Regions from separate parts of the Mus musculus genome. Here all the other regions are linked to region 1. A link is a contact called in public Hi-C, HiChIP or PLAC-seq and Micro-C data. All regions are on one chromosome and are shown on one strand. The core of a region is the stretch at or near the end of the contact, and the rest is flanking DNA. Distances in the headings are between cores, read along the strand shown.

Region 1 (2,853 bases), core at 219-2,718:
GCATAACTCAATCTATCTGTACTCTAGAATAGCTGAAACAAAGCAAGTTGTGTGGGCTGAAGGGGAAGAGCAAAATATAACACAGGAAGTACTTTGCTCCTCCAATCATTGAGACACCCCAGGAGAAAGAAACCTGACAAGTGACCTTTAGAGATATGGTGTAACCTGAAACCCTTGAGAGAAGAAAACTTTGCAGTGACCCTGAATGACAGCCTTCCCTGCTTCACTTGGACCTTTTGAAATCCCCATTCTCCACTACCACCGACAGAAGCAGAGACGGGTAGACCCACAGAGATTAAGAGTGGGTTTCCCAAATGCAGGAATAGTATTTCCTGCCTTTGAGTCTCCGGCTACCAGGGACCAGTGTACCAGCACTAGGCCAAGCCTGGCTTACAGACAAGGTTTCCTACGGTGGAGGGAGCAATGGAAACAGCCCGGCGCAAGCCTAAGGGGCAGCGCAGGCCAGGCGCTGGCGGTTCCAGACGATCGCGGGGCACGGAGGCGGGGTCCCCAGTCTCCAGTGCCGCGCCGCTCCGCGCCGACGCGCCCCACCGCTGCGCGCCGACCTCGCGAGGCCGAGGAGAGCGAAGTCACATTCCGGCTCCCAAATAAGGAGTAGGGTTAAGGAAACCTCAGAGAGCGAACTTCTCCAAACCGACCGACCAACCAGCTCAATGAGTAAAGGGCCTTTTGTGCCCGCAGAAAGGAAGGAGGGAGGGAGGACGAGGCCACCGTGTCCTCGGCGCCGGGTAAAGCGAGCAGAGGCCGTCCGGGTCCCAAGAGTGGCCACCAGGCTGGATCCCACTCACACCCCAACATGGCAGTCCCCGTGAGTCCTCTCGGGTGCCGGCCACTCGCGGGGTGACCGGAAGCTGCACCGGATCTCAGCGCGATCCCGGGCGGCCCAGACTTACCTTTAGGGCGAATTTTTGCTGGGTTCTCTTGTCGAAGATCCGCAGCACCTTCCCGTTGATGCCCAGGCCAAGCACTTGGCTGGTGACCTTGTAGTCGTCGGTGATGGCGTTCTTTCGGATCTGCAGGCCCGACTTGACGTGGAACTGGGGGAACGGCGGCGGCGGCTGGGCCGGGGCTGGCGGTGGAGGGCTGGGGAAAGGCGCCGGCGGAGTCTGGCCCGGAGAGCCCGACAGCATGGTGCCCGGCGACTCGCGCGCAGAGGCAGGGGCCGCGGCCGCCCCCTCCTCCGGCTCGGGCCCGGGTCCCCGCCACGCCCCGCCCGGCGGCGAAGTTTGCTCCGGGCTGGAGCCGGCTGCCCCGCCCCGGCCCGGCTCCAGGCTCGGCTGGTCGCGGGGCCCCGTGGGTCCCGCTGTGCGCCGCGGGCGCCCACCAGCCCTGCTCCCTCCCCCCGGAGACGTGCGCTCCGGGGAACGCGGGACGGCAGGGCCCGGCCGGAGGAATCGCCGCGCCGAGAAGTACCAGCCCGGGGGCGGCGGCCGCGTCACAGGCTGCTCGGCGTCCTGGGCTAGTCCTTAAAGGGGAGGATCGAGGGTGGGGCTTGACTGGGAGGCGTGGACATGGGGGAGGGGTGGGCCTTAAAGGGGAGGAAGTCCAGTGGCGGGAGAGCTTAGGGACTGCGAGCAAGCGGGCTTGTGGAGGGCATCGAGACATCCTAGTTCTTAACCCGGGCCGGGCAGAGGGGAAAGGGAGGAGGGCAAAAGAAAAGCTGCTGGATAGTTCAAACAAAACCCTCACTCCTCCAGCTGCTTGGATCTAGAAGACAGGTCATCGGAGAATTGGAGGAGATGTATTTTGAAAGAAACGGATAATTGATAAGAATCTTTCTACGTGGACTCTGTGGGTGGGGGGTGAGGGGTACCCGAGCAGAGCGAGAATCCGGGGGCCAGGACTGGGGGAATAAGAGAGACTATTCATCCTAGGATCAGGTGTCAGGCAATAGTAACAATTTCCTTAACATACTTGTGAGTTTTACTTTTTTTTTCTCTCATGGACTTACTGGTTTTCACTGAGAAGAATGTACTACTGTGATACCACGAACAATTTAATTATTATGAATTCGAACATATTTTTATATAAACCCAAAATGACCCAAGATGGAATGGGGCACTCTAGCCACCTGTTATCCCGGCTATATGCAGGAGACTGAAGCAGGAGGATAACAAGTCACAGGGCCAGCCTGAACAACAAAGACAGACTCTGTCTTAAAATACCCACAAACTTCATGTCTCTCTGGGAGGTACACTTATACATTTGTGTTCTTAATTCATTGCGATTATAGAGCAAGGGGAAGGGCTGGGAAATGGTTCTAGAGTTGGGGAAATGGTCCCTGCGGCCATAGCCAATAAGTAGTCCTGAAGCAACCTAGTTCTAGTACAAATCTCTGGGCCTAACTGGCCTGTAGCACTGCTGAGATCCACAAGGGTTTGACTGTTACAGCAGTTAAGAAATGAGACAAAGGAACAAGATAGATACAAAGCTCTGGTTTACTTACTAATACAGACAAATTAAAGATGAGACCTGACCCATGGTCACACAAAGTCTTTAATATGTCCCAACAAAACTCTGGAGACGAGACAGTGCCCTGAGAAAAGGGCGTTGGAGACATAGCCCAGGATGGCAAGACTCATTTGCTGTTCCCTGTTTAGATTTCCGGAAGATACTTGTTCCAAGGAAGACAGAGATGAACAGGTGGAGGACTGTAGGCCCCCTCTTGAGATCCAACTCACTATGGATCAAGGAGACAAGCGCTTTTTCAGTGCTCAATACTTCTCGCTCATCCCTGTGGTGATAATTCTAACTGGGGGGGGGGGGGGGGGGAGGGGGATAGATGCAGTAGTTGGGTTAGCAGTGTGGCAGATACAGACCTGGGAATAGAAG
Region 2 (2,853 bases), core at 148-2,647, 640 kb before region 1:
CGTCTAGTATAATGTTCAGATGATATGCCAGAACAACCTAAAACTATATCTTAAAGATAACATAGGGCTATATGTACAACAGATTTTTTTTTTTTGAAGTAAGACCTCAAAATGTCTCCCAAGACTTGTATCCATTACTTAACAAAATAGAGTTGAACAAGACAGATCACCAGGGTGTGTGTCTCAGGGTAATTGCCAAATATATTCACATATAATTTACTCCCTAAACAGTACCTATCATTTTTTTTCTCTACTAGCCTGTACAATAGAAAGAAAAACTCTTAATGAAGAAGCAGGACTTGCCATAGGAAGTACCGCCTTCAATTAGCTCGAGTGTAAACTGCCAACATGTATACCCTGGGGTTTAATAATGCTAGAAAACTATCAATTACCAGTCACTCCAAAGAGGCATAAAAATAACCTCAACGAGATCCACATTCCCAAAACTTTTCAGAAAGAGAAATGAAGAACTTACTCTCACAGAATGTTTCGTGGCTCGACCATTGGCCATTTTCAAGACAGACAACTATGTTTGACTTGTCTGGAACTTGTTTAAAGCCGTTATTACACGAGTATGCCACTTTGCTTTGCTCAGCAAACTTGGAGTGTCTGCCCAAGATTGGCCTGGCATTAGGAATGTCTGGAGGTGGGCCGCAGTCTCCTAGGAAGAAAAGAGCAGGTGTAAAACTGAAGTTGGCAAGGAGCTTTCTTTCCCCAGACCTGGAACAAGAGAAGCAGCAATGGCTCTTACCTTCCTGCCAGGGCTGAACTTGCCCCTCAGGAACTTGGAATGCTTGGACTCTCGTGAACACAAGACAAAAACTAAGTAGGGAGTAAATTCCCACCCGCCTTGAGTCGTTCAGAATCTACTTAATATCCACAGGAACACTGCAGCGAGCAAGGCGCGAGATAAGACACCCGGTAGCTGCTCGCGACCAGTCTCTCACCGGCGCAGGTGGCCAGCCATCTAGCTTCCACCTTAAGAATAAAAGAGCCAGGAGCAGGGTTGGAGATTCGCACTCAACCCTCCCTTTTGGTGTTGCCACGGTCTCTGATCGCGGAGGGGATCCAGTCACAGCCCAGATAGCCCAGCATTCCACCCCCATCCCTCCCGCTGGCCGCCGGCACCCAGCAGCGGAGCCCCCAGTTACTGGGACACAATGTCTGCTGAGCATGCGCCCCCTGGCGGGCAGCCAGCCGGTCGTCGCGCATTGGCCACTCACCGCGTACAGTTGGGGACAGCAGCAACAGAGACAGCGACAGCAACGGCAGCAGCGGAGGCGGCGGTGATGGCCGAGTCCTAGGCGCCCGCCCACGGATCATAGCCCCAGGTAGAAGAGACCTTGCCCGGCTGCGGCTGGAGCTGTTTTGAGCCGCAGTTAATTGAGCAGCTGTGGCGGGGCGGGGCAGGGCCCTCGTCACCCTGGGTGGGGCAGCCTGCGTGCAAGAGGGCGTTCCCTCATTAATGAGGGCGGGTGCCTGGCCTCTAGCTTCACCCAGGGGACCTAGTTGTCCGGCGGGAGTGGGGTCTGGGGTCTGGGGGAGTACCTTCTAAAGGAGGGCGCTTCACTCCCCCAGTACTCTGTGTCAGCACTCTGCTCCAGCAGAAAGCTACCCACACTCCCAACTCTGGTGTGCTGAGTGCTTGCAAAGGGAAGGGTAGGCGCGGTGGAATTCCTGAGCCAGAGGGAGCTGAGAAATAGGGAAACACCCAGGACCCCTGTGGCTTCAGCTGGAAGATGTCAGATGGGAGGGTGGGAGCTGCTGACCAAGAGTGTGTCTCCTAGGTCTCACCATGGTGTCAAAACAGAAAATAGGATAGGATCCAAGAAAACAGGGAGGGATCAGCCTGCCAGAACCGGTCACAAACAATATGCAGAGATCTAGGGAGCTTGGCTGAGGTTTTTCAGACCCTATCTGGGTGAGGAGTCACCTTCTTAGCCCTGGTTATAGATATGGACCAAGGATACCACCTGAATTCGACTTTGGGATTATTTCAGTCCTGCTATGAAATAGAATTCAGGAATAAATAGTAGAGCTTAAGAAAAAGATTTATTTCGTGGTGTGAAGAACAGTGACAAACAAAGCGATCCACACATTGGAATCACACCAGAGCATTAAATTAATTAATTGAAAAAGAAAAGGAAAGAAAAGAATGCAGAAGGTGAAGCTGTGCATGGAATAAACTGAACCTCTCTTGAGGACAGCACTAGGAATTAGGATTATTTGGTATTGGCTGGTCACTGTGCAACCCGGTTTATGAAGCCCCACATGCGTGTGATATCCAGAGTAAAGAGCCATGTACCACACCATGTGTCTCCTGCAAATCCCCACCGGGAGGGTCGAGGTGGGAGGAAGCAGAGGTAAGTTGCCACAGGCCCTCATGTAAAAAGCCCCAAAGTGCTCCCCTTTGTGTGTCTGGGTCTGGTTAGCAGTGTCCCACTATGAATTCCCTTTTTATATAGGTGTTTTACCCAACTGGTGAAATCCCTCACCAGAAACTCAGCCTTCAATGGTAGACCAGTTGTGGGAGTGTTTGTCATATACTGATAACCATTCCTAAAGTTTTCTTGTGGTTCCTTATTGGTTAGTGTGAGCTTTTGAAGAGCAAACTGGTTTTTAACAAGTGTTTTCTTCTGATTCTTGCTTACTTAGTTACCCAAGCACCGTGTTTTCCTGTTGCCGAGATTACAGGAAAGGGTTGCTTTATAGGTGTTTGTTGAAATCTAACAGTATTTAAGGGTTCTGGAGTTGACATCATACCCTAGCGACTCATGCCTGTAAACTTGGAAGGTAGAGCAAGAGGTTTTGGGTTAAAGGCTAGCCTGGGTTTTGAAGTTCCAAGTTAACTTG
Region 3 (2,853 bases), core at 248-2,747, 560 kb after region 1:
ATGAACCTCCATAACCATTAAAAACACCTGACTGACACAGAACCATGCAGGCAGAAGTGTGATATTAGGACATTGGTCTGGGGACCAAAGTCTGGGCTGGGGAGAGGGCTCAACTGGTAAAGTGCTTGCTGCATAAGGGTGCGGTCCTGAGTGAAGATGCCCAGCAATCACCTAAAACTGAGCATGGTGACCCATATTTCTAACCTAACACTTAGGCGTACGGGGATTGCCAGATTGCCAGATTTCTGAGTTCGAGGTCGAGGCCAGCCTGGTCTACAGAGTGAGTTCCAGGACAACCAGGGCTGTACAGAGAAACCCTGTCTCAAAAAGAAAGAAAGAAAGAAAGAAAGAAAGAAAGAAAGAAAGAAAGAAAGAAAGAAAGAAAGAAAGAAAGAAAGAAAGAAAGGAAGGAAGGAAGGAAGGAAGGAAGGAAGGAAAAAAGAAAGAAAGAAAGAAAGAAAGAAAGAAAGAGAGAGAGAGAGAGAGAGACAGAGAGAGAGAGAAAGAAAGAAAGAAAGAAAGAGAGAGAGAGACAGAGAGAGAGAGAAAGAAAGAAAGAAAGAAAGAAAGAAAGAAAGAAAGAAAGAAAGAAAGAAAGAAAGGAAGAAAGAAAGAGAGAGAGAGAAAGAAAGAAAAGACACATAGTCTTCAAATGTGCTCTTGCGCGAAGGTGCGCAAACACCACACACACCAAAAGTTAGTGAGTAAAGGGGAGCCTGTAGAGAAAGACCACCGATGCCAACTCCAGCCTGTACACGCCACGTGCATGCACGCACAGAGAGAGAGAGAGAGAGAGAGAGAGAGAGAGAGAGAGAGAGAGAGAGAGAACTAAAGACTGTCAGTCACTTCTTTTTTTTTTATTTTTGTTTTGTTTTGTTTTGTTTTGTTTTTTTGAGACAGGGTTTCTCTGTGTAGCCCTGGCTGTCTTGGAACTCACTCTGTAGACCAGGCTGGCCTCGAACTCAGAAATCCACCTGCCTCTGCCTCCCAAGTGCTGGGATTAAAGGTGTGCGCCACCACCGCCCGGCTTGTCAGTCACTTCTTGAATCTAATTGGCTCACACAGTGCCTCAACTATCCACAGAAGAGCATGCTGGGCACAGCTCTACTGCTATTGTTGCTAGCAGCATGTACTACTGACCTGGGTAGTATCAGTCAGCAGTGGGAAATGTACGCCTGACATCTGAAATTCAAAAGCTGCCTATCTGTGTTGACAGCAGGGGTTTCCATAGAAATAAGATACTGGAAAAAGCAGCCATCAAAGCTGCCTTGGGAAATTTTCCTTTCCTGTGGAAACGATTTTATGGCTAAAGCTAGCTTACAACAAATGGTTATATCCAGAGATAAACATTTTCTGTTATTTTGGAGTTTGATAATTTCATATATACTTCACGTGGAATCGACCCATATTGTCTATGTTCTTGTTGCACCAACATAAGGCAGGATGCAAATGTGCTCCACTCAGGCAGGGCGTGGCCCTGTGTGTCCCTCCTTTCCTCCCACGGAAACACCTTCCACATCCTGGGGGGGGGGGGGAGGTAAACGTTAAAAGTGAATGATCAGCTGTGAGTGGTGATTTGCATAGTTTTTTTTTTTCCATTGTACTTTTGCTTTGACTAAGAACCCCACTAGGTAGCTCAGGCTAGCCTCAAGATTCCTGTTGGCCCGCTGCCACAGCATCCAGAGTATTAGGGTTATAAGCACCCACCATCTCACCCAGAACATCTTTGTTAAGGTGGGCAATCTCTGCAATGAATATATCTTGAACTAAGAGGGAGACAGAAGAGGAGAAGCAGGAAGAGTAAGAAGGAAGCCACGGAGGGAGTTCCTGCCCCACCTGCAGGGTTGTCCGGCCTCCCTGAGGCTAAAGATGGGGCAATTGGCCTGGGAACTGAAGAGGACAGGGCCACAGGACAGAGCTGAGAACTCTGAGAGAGCTGGAGCTGAGCCTGAAAAAGGATTCTCCTGACAATAGAATACAGCCTTTAGATTCCTCTCCCGTCCTGAGAATGCCTCCCTCCTGTGGCTGCAAAATTCACTTAACTTACAGCGCTGACCTTTCCAGTAATGTCTGCTGTCTCGTAGACTGCTAAAGTGGCTTGGAAAAAACTACTCTGGCATGTGATGAACAGGGGGTTTAGATCATCCCTACTTTCCCAGAATTCTATTTCTATAATGTCACTTATGTCCAGGTCACGCAGCATCTGAGCCTCCTCAGAATCACTTTGTTTTAGCTCAGCCATGTTCATTAAATGCAAAACACACAGGCACTGTAACGTAAGAGGGAAAGACATCTTTAGGACCTTGGAGAGGATCTGCCACTAAAAGGAGCTCCAAGTCCTAGACCCTCCAGTCCTCCACTGAGTCTGACCTACCTTCTCATCACCCGACAGATACTTGAGTCCATTTTTCTTTATCACTTTCTACTTCTGTCAGTTCGTATGAAGAGATCACTGGATCACCTGGAGGGGGCTGGGCCGGCATCTGTGCTCCACTGCCCACCCAAGCCTCCCACAACTTTCCTCTGTAGTGAAACTGTGAGCCCACTCCTGACCGTTCCCGTCCCACATTTTCGGCCCCCACTGTCTTCATCGCAGATACTACACAGGGCATTATCCTGTCATCCTGCTCGGTGAGAGTCTCAGTCAGACTCAGCTTTGCCTGTAGGAGAGGGCCTCTACATTTGTTCATTCTTCTGACTACAGGACAGTAGTCAATACCTTTCTTCTGTGCCATCAGGAAGGCAGGTGGCAGCTTCGGGAGCCCCCAAGAGAAGTACAAGTCAGCAAAAGCTGACTGAGCAATCAGCATTTATTAAGTGCTTACTGTATGCTCCCTGCTTTGAAAGACTCTA
Region 4 (2,853 bases), core at 183-2,682, 550 kb before region 1:
ACCCCAAGGACCCCAAAACATTACAAGCTACTGCCAGTAGCCTTGGTTGCTCATCAGAGCTCAAGAAGACCTTACTGCCCCAGACACTCAAGTGTGAGTTGTGGGAGGTAGAGAAGGCAGGCTGAATGGGAGCTAGAAGCTTCCTCCGTGTTGGCTCGCTTTCATGGTGTTAGAAGGGGCCTTAGAAGCTGCTGGTGGAGAAAAACCAGCAACAATCCTACCCAGCTTCTGATATGCCCACCACTCAATATTACAAAACAATTACCTGGGTAACAAAGACTTTTTGGATTTGAAACCTGAGCCCCAGCAGGAAACCCACGCCTGCACAGTGAACTTGGTTGGGCAGAGCCTCCTGCCGTTGTTCCGTTGTTCGGCAGAAGGATTGAGCATCAAGTTGCTTTCTACATACTTCTCAATGAACCACGTGGATTATGGCCGTTCCCAGCATCCATTATGAAAATGTTTCCTGTGGGTGGAGGTTAACACAGAGACCTATTAAGTGAACGGACAACTGGGACATACTCAGCAATAAAAAGGACATCTGTGTCACCACCTCCAAGCCTCAGAGAGCATCGTGGAAGGGGGGCAGCAAGAATGTAACCAGAGGCTGGGAAGGAATGCTTAGCAAGGGAGTCTTCTGATCACACAGCTACGTTCTTACTGGTTCACTGGATTGTGGACACCTGCACAGGACCCACCTAAGAATCTGACTGTCACCATCTCCCCACATGTGGGGCAAGGCTGCTCAGGCTCTATGAACCCTGGGTGACAGCAGGCCGAATCATTGCTCAGGGGAGGAAGTTACTTTCTTTAGTGGTGTGCTAATGGTCAACTCCCCACCTTCCAGTAAACAACCCGCTACTCATGCCAACAAACATAAACTCACATGGTGTTTAAAAAAAGAAAGAAAGAAAGAAAGATATCAAACTAGGAGTGGATTTGCTCCAAAACAGGACTCAGTGGTGGGATAAGAGTGTAATGACGGATTGAAACTGAACGGTTATAGGTACAAAATTGTCAAAAGATAACAGATGAAACAGTGCACTAAAATTGTCTTTATCTTGGTTACCGGGGATTTTTACTTTCCTTCCTTGTTTTGATGCCCACTTCGAATACCTCGCTTGCCTCACCCTTAGCCTGTGGCTCAACATGCAAATCATCAACAACTCAATGGAGCGCGCCAAGCTGTGTGAGTGCAAGGTGGAGGGGTGATTGTCAGTTCTCATCCACCCACTAACTGACCAGGCTTCGTAGTACTCCTTAGCCGAATGGAGAATACTCCGGAAGACTTCTAGAAAGTCCTATCGAATTTTATAGAAAGCTGTGTCTAAGGGCTTGTGTTTACTGTTTTGGTGAAGTGTGCTTTATAGAAAACAAAGGTATGGTAGGAACAAATTGAGCTGCAGTCTGCAAAGCTAAATTGGGCCAGCAGAGTGCGCCAGAACACAAGGAATGGACGCTACTAAAGCGTTGCTTGCCCTCCCTTCCACCCCCGACCCCCACCCGCCTCCCCCAGGTAACACCGAAAAGCCCCATACAACTTCGGCATCCGTGTAAACCGTGGGAAATCCTGAGTTCCTTTACCCCACTCCTCGCGATATAGCACAACAGTAGCCCGGTTTCAAACCCAAAAAGTGCCTCTCTCACACGTCAAGTTTTTCTCTTCCCTTCCCATGTTTCGGCTTTTTAGGTAGTATTTTCATTTTAACGTACTTACAGCCCTTCTGTGCTTTCGTTTTGCTAGGCCACGCATCCATTTAAGTTTGTTTATGTATCTTTTCTCTGCTGGGAAGTCCTTTAGTGCCTGGTTTCCACTTTTAGTCTCTACTATACTTTTGTAACTTTTTGAAGTTACCTTACTGGATTTTCTTTCTTTCTTTCTTTCTTTCTTTCTTTCTTTCTTTCTTTCTTTCTTTCTTTCTTTCTTTCTTTCTTTCTTTCTTCTCTCTCTCTCTCTCTCTCTCTCTCTCTCTCTCTCTCTCTCTCGATTTATATATTTATTATATATAAGTACACTCACTGTAGCTGTCTTCAGACACACCAGAAGAGGTCATCCAATCTCATCACAGATGGTTGTTAGCCACCATGTGGTTGCTGGGAATTGAACTCAGGATCTCTGGAAGAGCAGTCAATGTTCTTAACCGCTGAGCAATCTCTCCAGCCCATCCTTTCTTCCTTCCTTTCTCTTCTTTTCTTTTCTTTTTTCTTTTCTCTCCTTTCTTTCTTTCTTTCTTTCTTTCTTTCTTTCTCTGTCTTGTGTTTTTTTTTAATTGTCTTAATTTTGCACTAAAACAATCTAGTTATTGTTTTTGTCTTTCGTTTTTAAAAATATTTTGAAACTTTCTGCTTTCTCTTTCCAAAACTTTGCTCTCTTCTTTTTTCCTTGTATTTCATCTGTTTTCTTTACTGTTCCCTTTCCTTCTTCCCTCATTTCATTGAATTCCTATTTCAAAATAAGAATTTGGATTTGTTGTCAGTTATTCATATATAGGTGTGGGTAGGTAGGTTGGTGGGCGTGTGTACAGTAAGTGGAGACCAGAGCATCGCATATCCCTGAAGCTGGGGTTACTGGCAGTTAGGAACCACCTGACACCAGGGGCTGGGAAGGGAACCTGGATCGGTTAGGAGATCGGCCATGCACAGCAGGGGGTTCCCCTTTCTCAGGATTAGAAACAAACCACAAACACCTGTGTTTTCACAGAGAAGTCCTTTATTAAGTGTTGGGGGGTGGGGCGCTGGGAGGGTTAAAGTGGCTGCTTTCTGACTCAGGCAGAAAAGCAGCAACAAAAGACCTGCAGGCGTATCCCAGCAATCAGGAGGCAGAGGCAGTCGGATTTCTGAGTTCAAGGCCAG

Evidence for each region. A called contact is a pair of places that touch in the nucleus more often than the background predicts. HiChIP or PLAC-seq counts read pairs in DNA pulled down with a chosen protein or histone mark.
Region 2: a Micro-C map of embryonic stem cells shows a contact between it and region 1, with 3 times the contacts expected there. The contact joins the promoter of Cd55 here to the promoter of Mapkapk2 in region 1. A contact is called at or near these places in 1 of 39 promoter capture datasets (pre-B cells), 1 of 15 datasets of contacts at CTCF or cohesin (large pre-B cells), 1 of 484 Hi-C or Micro-C datasets (embryonic stem cells) and 2 of 115 datasets of contacts at active chromatin or transcription factors (large pre-B cells and pro-B cells).
Region 3: a contact with region 1 is called in a Hi-C map of CD4 T cells, with 2.4 times the contacts expected there. The contact joins the enhancer-like site here to the promoter of Mapkapk2 in region 1. A contact is called at or near these places in 1 of 39 promoter capture datasets (embryonic stem cells), 2 of 484 Hi-C or Micro-C datasets (CD4 T cells and CD8 T cells) and 1 of 115 datasets of contacts at active chromatin or transcription factors (large pre-B cells).
Region 4: an H3K4me3 HiChIP or PLAC-seq map of the SCID.adh cell line shows a contact between it and region 1, with 16 read pairs. The contact joins the enhancer-like site here to the promoter of Mapkapk2 in region 1. A contact is called at or near these places in 6 of 39 promoter capture datasets (the C10 cell line, cranial neural crest, hippocampal neurons and 2 more), 3 of 484 Hi-C or Micro-C datasets (the G1E-ER4 cell line, embryonic stem cells and pro-B cells), 9 of 115 datasets of contacts at active chromatin or transcription factors (the SCID.adh cell line, embryonic stem cells, forebrain and 4 more) and 1 of 9 other capture datasets (embryonic stem cells).

Annotation. Positions count from the first base shown.
Region 1 is chr1:131,096,375-131,099,227 of GRCm38.p6, forward strand. It overlaps Mapkapk2 (MAP kinase-activated protein kinase 2), which reads right to left and starts at 1,469. Exons shown (of 10, transcript NM_008551.2): 1 at 915-1,469. The coding sequence starts at 1,151.
Region 2 is chr1:130,461,347-130,464,199 of GRCm38.p6, forward strand. It overlaps Cd55 (CD55 molecule, decay accelerating factor for complement), which reads right to left and starts at 1,398. Exons shown (of 10, transcript NM_010016.3): 1 at 1,224-1,398; 2 at 476-661. The coding sequence starts at 1,323.
Region 3 is chr1:131,651,719-131,654,571 of GRCm38.p6, forward strand. The region is part of intron 1 of Ctse (cathepsin E); the gene reads left to right. Among named protein-coding and RNA genes, the nearest start is that of Ctse, 15 kb to the left of the region's middle. Within about 2 kb of position 1,498, at least 16 of the 459 cell types and tissues checked have an H3K27ac peak or open chromatin away from gene starts, as enhancers often do. A contact at or near this core is called in CD8 T cells, where this site is marked.
Region 4 is chr1:130,546,724-130,549,576 of GRCm38.p6, forward strand. All of the region lies in intron 2 of Gm16083 (a long non-coding RNA gene), which reads left to right. It also overlaps a transcript of Zp3r not described here. Among named protein-coding and RNA genes, the nearest start is that of Gm16083, 33 kb to the left of the region's middle. Within about 2 kb of position 1,433, at least 59 of the 459 cell types and tissues checked have an H3K27ac peak or open chromatin away from gene starts, as enhancers often do. A contact at or near this core is called in the G1E-ER4 cell line, the SCID.adh cell line, memory CD8 T cells and 1 more, where this site is marked.